Regions from separate parts of the Mus musculus genome. Here region 1 is linked to region 2. The links are chromatin contacts, called in public promoter capture Hi-C maps. All regions are on one chromosome and are shown on one strand. Each heading gives the region's core, a stretch centred on a gene start, on an enhancer-like site or on the middle of the called end of the contact. The rest is flanking DNA. Distances are from core to core; before and after follow the strand shown.

Region 1 (2,700 bases), core at 21-2,520, 410 kb before region 2:
CTCTTTTCCCCCTCCTCCGTGGGCTAGATCCAGCCTGTGGACTCCCAACAACATCTGGGGTGCCCCAGAGTCTGAGAACCAGACAGTCCCAGCATCCCTGCAGGCCCACCGCCGAGCTGGCTCTGGAAGTTGCCAGGGACCTCAGTCTGCACTGCCCTACCCTTGGAGCAGGGTCCTATGGCTTCTCATGCTGGCGGTGGTTTAGGGAAAGCTCCTGCAGCCTGCCCCCGAGTGGTCAGAGCCCTGGGACTGATGCAGGCCACCATTTAACCCACAGTGTGTAACCATTTTCAGGAGATGATGTTTGCTGTGTGCAAAGATGGTACTGAAGGTAATCTTAGCAGGTAGTAAGTACTAGACATGATCTTAGAGAGGTGTACGTTTTTAGTGTTCATAGACTCTGGGTGGAAAGAAGATCATCCCTTCACTTTTGTTAAATATTCCTCAAACCCTTTATTACTAAGCTTAAAAATGCCACTGTTGCAAATACCTAGGGTGTCACTCACAGGAAATCTCTAAAATTAAAAGTATAGATGTGATACATTTATTCGTGCCAACTCTTGAATTAGGAAGAAAGGACAGTTCTTAGAGTTAGCAAAGGAAAAACAAGAGATGCCAGAAAGACTACGCATGACTGGTGAACGCTGTGACCAGAAACAGCCCATGCCTGAGGTCTCAGAAGTGAATTGTCTCCACAGAGAACCCTATCACCCACCTACAGCGGCTTAGTGCTAACACTTGCTTATGTTGTTAATCACAGGCTAACTATAGCCCAGATCTATGGTTTATAACAGATAGGTCACAGGAAAACAGCAATGCAAAATACTAAAGGTAAATTTTGTCCCCTTCATGTCAGTAGTACATTAGAGATGTGTCATATGGATGTACTTGCCGGGAAAGGGACGAACCCTGATATCACTGAGAAGAGAGTAGTGACCAGTAGGGACCTCCATGCAGTAAAATAATGTGAATCTGCTGATATCAGTCCATTAGACTGATATCTCTAAATATGCACCAAGTTTCTACTTGTTGTCATTTTGGGGTCAAGGAATAGAAAATATAGGTCTTGAAGGATAAGACAGGTGCTTATTGACAAATATTAATCACATTTCAATCATGTATTAATACATATAGTTACTACGGACACATATTAATTTTACTTGCCTGGAAGCGACAAAAGAAAAAAAAAAAAGCATCCTTTAGTGGGTCACGTGACTTTGCTGTCCTCCAAGCAGATCTCTCTTATCCGGACAGTGTGTGGAGGAGCCTGGGGAATCCGTGGAGGTTTTCGCTGCTGGAGCAGGCAGAAAGCAGGTGGATGGATAAATAAGCATGGCCTTGCTCCTGGTCTCCTTGCTGGCATTCTTGGGCTCGGGATCTGGATGTCATCACTGGCTGTGTCATTGCTCTAACAGGGTCTTCCTCTGCCAAGATAGCAAGGTGACCGAGATTCCGCCCGACCTCCCCCGGAACGCCATTGAACTGTGAGTATCGTCGCGGGGACAGCTTTGTGGCTCCCATTTGAGCATTGAGTACTATTATTATTTTCCTAATAGACTGATATCTGCTGGACTGAAATATTTCTGTCCTAACCAAAGGCTACAATAGAGTACACTCCCCCAGACAGACACTTCTGTCCTGTGGCTTTCCAGGGAGAGTTGGTGAGAGTTTATATTGGCGTTTGTCAGGGAAGGCCATAGTGGAAACTTGAATCCCAGGGAAAAGGGGAGGGGGTAGTTTGGAGGACACATTTACTCTAGGGGTCCGCACTCCATAGAGAAGCTGGAAAAATAAAAGGGAAAGCGAAGTAGAAAACTTAGGAGACCTACACTTAGAAGCAGGAGGAGCTGGCTGAGGCCCTCTATACACACAGGATCTCAGGGAGAGCACCTGAGGCGTGGCAAATCGCAGCAGATAGTTCTGAGTTCTGAGGTTCTCCTTAACTGGGGAAAGGGAGCCTGCGGAGAGCGGAGAGAGTGTGATTGAGGAAGAATGACCAAGAGGGGGAAAGAACACAGCCGGGAAAGTGATGCCAACTTTAGATTTTGATCAACTATTTAAACAGGAAGTATGCATTCTCCTAGAATTGGGCAAGAGCTGGGATGGACTTATCTCTTCCCTTTGCAATTTCGAATCTAGTGGCCACACAGTAAAGACGTTTCCAAACTCTCACAGTGCGGTAAAAGAGATCCAGTGCATATGATACAGAGGCCTGCCCTCCCCGCAAGTTCTCTTCTGCCACCCTGGCTCTTTGATTGTTCAGGTAGCACTTCCCTGAGAAGTGCAAGTATGACTCAGAGGATAAACAACCTCGGGCTTTCACTCCGAGCTACGACTGTGAATCTTAGATTGTCTCTTTAGGAGAATGTGTGGAACGTAGCATGCTCCGTTGACCTCTCAAGTCAACAGGGACTGTGCAGAGGCAGTTGCGCAGAAGGGAAAACATCGCACAGCTCATTATTTTGGCTCCACTGCCCAGATGAGACTGCACTTCCAGACTATGCGGGAGAATGTGCTGTGCACAAGTCCAGTCTGGTGGATGAGGTTACTCCAAACACAAGGAAGCCAACGCACCCTGAACTCCCGCAAGTTATCTGCACCCGAGTGCTTCAAGCCTACCCTTCCGGTGCCTCTGCCTTTTACCTCCAAAGCAATATTAATGCTTGGTTGGGAGGCTGTGCCGTATAGATAGATCCCTAC
Region 2 (2,700 bases), core at 114-2,613:
GGGAAAGCAAAATCACGTCCTTCAGTGCTTTTTAAGCTACAAGCTTTAGAACCAGGGCCTATTAAGCTATTCTGAGTTAGAGAAGGCTCCCATGGAAGGGGCAGCAGTCTGTCTTGAAATACAACCAGAAGCTTGCCCAGTGGAATACCAGAAAAGGAAGACGGCATCAAGCAAGCTTTGGGAAGTGTGCACAAAGACATGAAAATGTAAATCAGCAAAGATCAAATCCCACACAATGTGAGCAGAGCTGGGTGATTTCAAAACAAGAGCAATAGAATAATGATCATCTACCTTACAGGTTTGGGCAAAAGACTGCAAGCTGGTGACTGAGGAAGCTGCCTTTCAGAACAAGAACTCTGCCCTGCTTTCTGTCTTGAAAGCTTTAGATGTCTTTACAGGGCTCAACATCCACCTCTTCCAGAAAAAAGAAAATTGCTAATATTTCTAGAGTCCAAAATCAATCCTTGGAAGGAACGATGCCTAATGAACACCGTAGAGGGGAAATGACCTGTTCCTGGGGCTGCTGTAAGATCAGGTTTTCTTTCTGCGGGGTTTAGAATCACAGACCCTATAGCAGAGGTTTTCCACTAGTAAGAGACAGGTGGGTGACAGACAGGAGTCAAAAAGCACTCCTCCATCCACAAGTTGGGTTACCATAGAAACTGTATACCTTGTTGGGTATTATGTTCCTGCTACAAATGCCCTAAGAGTCTGGTGTAACAGACATGATGTGCGGCAAGGCATCTATCACAGTCTTAAAGCACGGTGCACACCCGTTGAGGCCATTTTACCCACTCACATAGCAAGCCTTTGTTAACTAAAAAAAAAGAATACAAAGTGAGTCCAAACTGAATTTTGCCCTCAAGGGCTTCACAGTGCAGTGGGGATATATAGGACAGACCCAAATAGCTATGCTGAGGAGAACAGTTACAACCAAGAGAAGCAGAGAGATCAGTGAGGAAGCAGAGAATGGAGAGATTTCTTGTCAAGAATGGAGGAGCAGAGCCTAGAGCTAAGACACAGCAGGCCTGGCACTTTGGCTCTTCCGATGTGGATATGGACAGAGACATCTCATAGAACCAAGACAAGTCTCATGGGGACCATGGCAGAGCAGAGTTCAAAGCCTCACTCTAAGCGCTTACCACACATGACTCTATATTCTAACCCTCAGTTCATTTGCAAGCTTAGAGCAGAGGGCAAGTCTTAGGGAAACAGCAATGGGGTGGCTGGCCACAGTCCCAGGTCAAGGAGAACAGGGACAGGCGGTGAGAGGGGAGGGCTGGAGCGGGCGGGGGCCGGCGGGTGGGAAGGCAGGCCGAGGGGCGGGCAGAGGGTACGGGCGGGCCCCCCGGGCGGTCCAGCATACTGGCCTAGCCACCGGAGCTCACACTCAGGCTGGCGGGCCATGGGGCGGCGGGTCCCGGCTCTGAGACAGCTGCTGGTGCTGGCAATGCTGGTGCTGAAGCAGTCACAGCTGCACTCTCCAGAGTTGTCAGGGTCGCGCTGCCCTGAGCCCTGCGACTGCGCGCCGGATGGTGCCCTGCGCTGCCCTGGCCCTCGAGCTGGCCTCGCCCGACTGTGAGTACAGGGCGCCCCAGGTCCCTGCCTTTTGTTACTCGATGTTGGGCCCCATTGCTGGGAAGCAGGACGTAAGGCTGGACCCTGGTCAACTTCTCACTCCTTCCCAGTGACGAGGACCCAGATCTTCAGGCTGTCTTTGTTATCCCAGTACAGCCCAGACCTGCACTTCCCCCATAGGGGAGACTGAGGCAGGTGACTTTAAACTGCCCCCAAACCTGAGGAAGCTTCTCTCTGCCCCTTTGGTGAATTGGGTACCCCTCCTTCACTGAGTGGTTCTGCGCTTTGGCCAGCCAGGTCTTTGAAGGCTGCTGTGGGCTGTGCTCTGCTGTCTAAGAGCAAAGTACTCAGGGCCTAATTTGTCAGCTGGAATAACCTCGAGCCACCCGGTGAGTGATGTATTTGCCTCAGCCTGGCTAGCTAAGGAGTGGAAGAAATGCCTGTTATCTGGCTTCTGGTCACACTCACAGACGTGATAAAGGCACTGCAAGCATCTGCAAGCATCTGCAAGCAGGGAAGGGCCACTGCTTCCTGAAACCGTGGGATAAAGGCAGGAGAAAGCCGTTTGTGCTAAGGTACCAACTGCCCTTCCATGTTGAAAAGGGTTCCTCAGGTTGAGTGACCCTGATTTATGGAAATTGCCAGATGGCCAGAAGGATGAATGGCGGGTAGGTCAGTAGCTCCCTGGGCATGAGGCCTGGGCATAAGGATGGGTGGGCAGCAGTGGGTGTCTGCTAATAGTGGTAAGGTTAAGAGTGATGGGTTCTACTAAAATTGGATTGAAGTAATGGTTTCACATAAGAAAACTAAAACCATGGCATTGTGCGTTTGAAACAATGACTTGCAAGTTACATGACTGAAATCTCAATAAAAAACAAAGGAAGTAGGAGGTACCACAAATGCCCCAGGCTGGTGGAGATCTGCCCTGTGTTTTATCTGATCCGGTAATATTTCCCCTTGGGAGGCCAGCAGCCTATCTGTGACAGCTTCTTGGAGGAATTTACCTTCCCTGAGTACTTGTTCTGTTCTCTATGGGCAAGTTAATGGCCTTCTAGGAATAGCTGTGGGTGAGAGAAACAGTTAAGGGTTGAGGGGTTTCTATTAATTAGCTTCCATTAATTA

Evidence for each region. Promoter capture Hi-C pulls out the DNA fragments that hold promoters and counts their contacts.
Region 1: a contact with region 2 is called in a promoter capture Hi-C map of trophoblast stem cells, with 4 times the contacts expected there. The contact joins the promoter of Fshr here to the promoter of Lhcgr in region 2. A contact is called at or near these places in 8 of 39 promoter capture datasets (3T3-L1-derived adipocytes, cranial neural crest, embryonic stem cells and 3 more).

What each region holds. Positions count from the first base shown.
Region 1 is chr17:89,199,245-89,201,944 of GRCm38.p6, reverse strand. It overlaps Fshr (follicle stimulating hormone receptor), which reads left to right and starts at 1,270. Exons shown (of 10, transcript NM_013523.3): 1 at 1,270-1,484. The coding sequence starts at 1,333.
Region 2 is chr17:88,790,677-88,793,376 of GRCm38.p6, reverse strand. Lhcgr (luteinizing hormone/choriogonadotropin receptor) reads left to right here and starts at 1,363. Exons shown (of 11, transcript NM_013582.3): 1 at 1,363-1,578. The coding sequence starts at 1,406.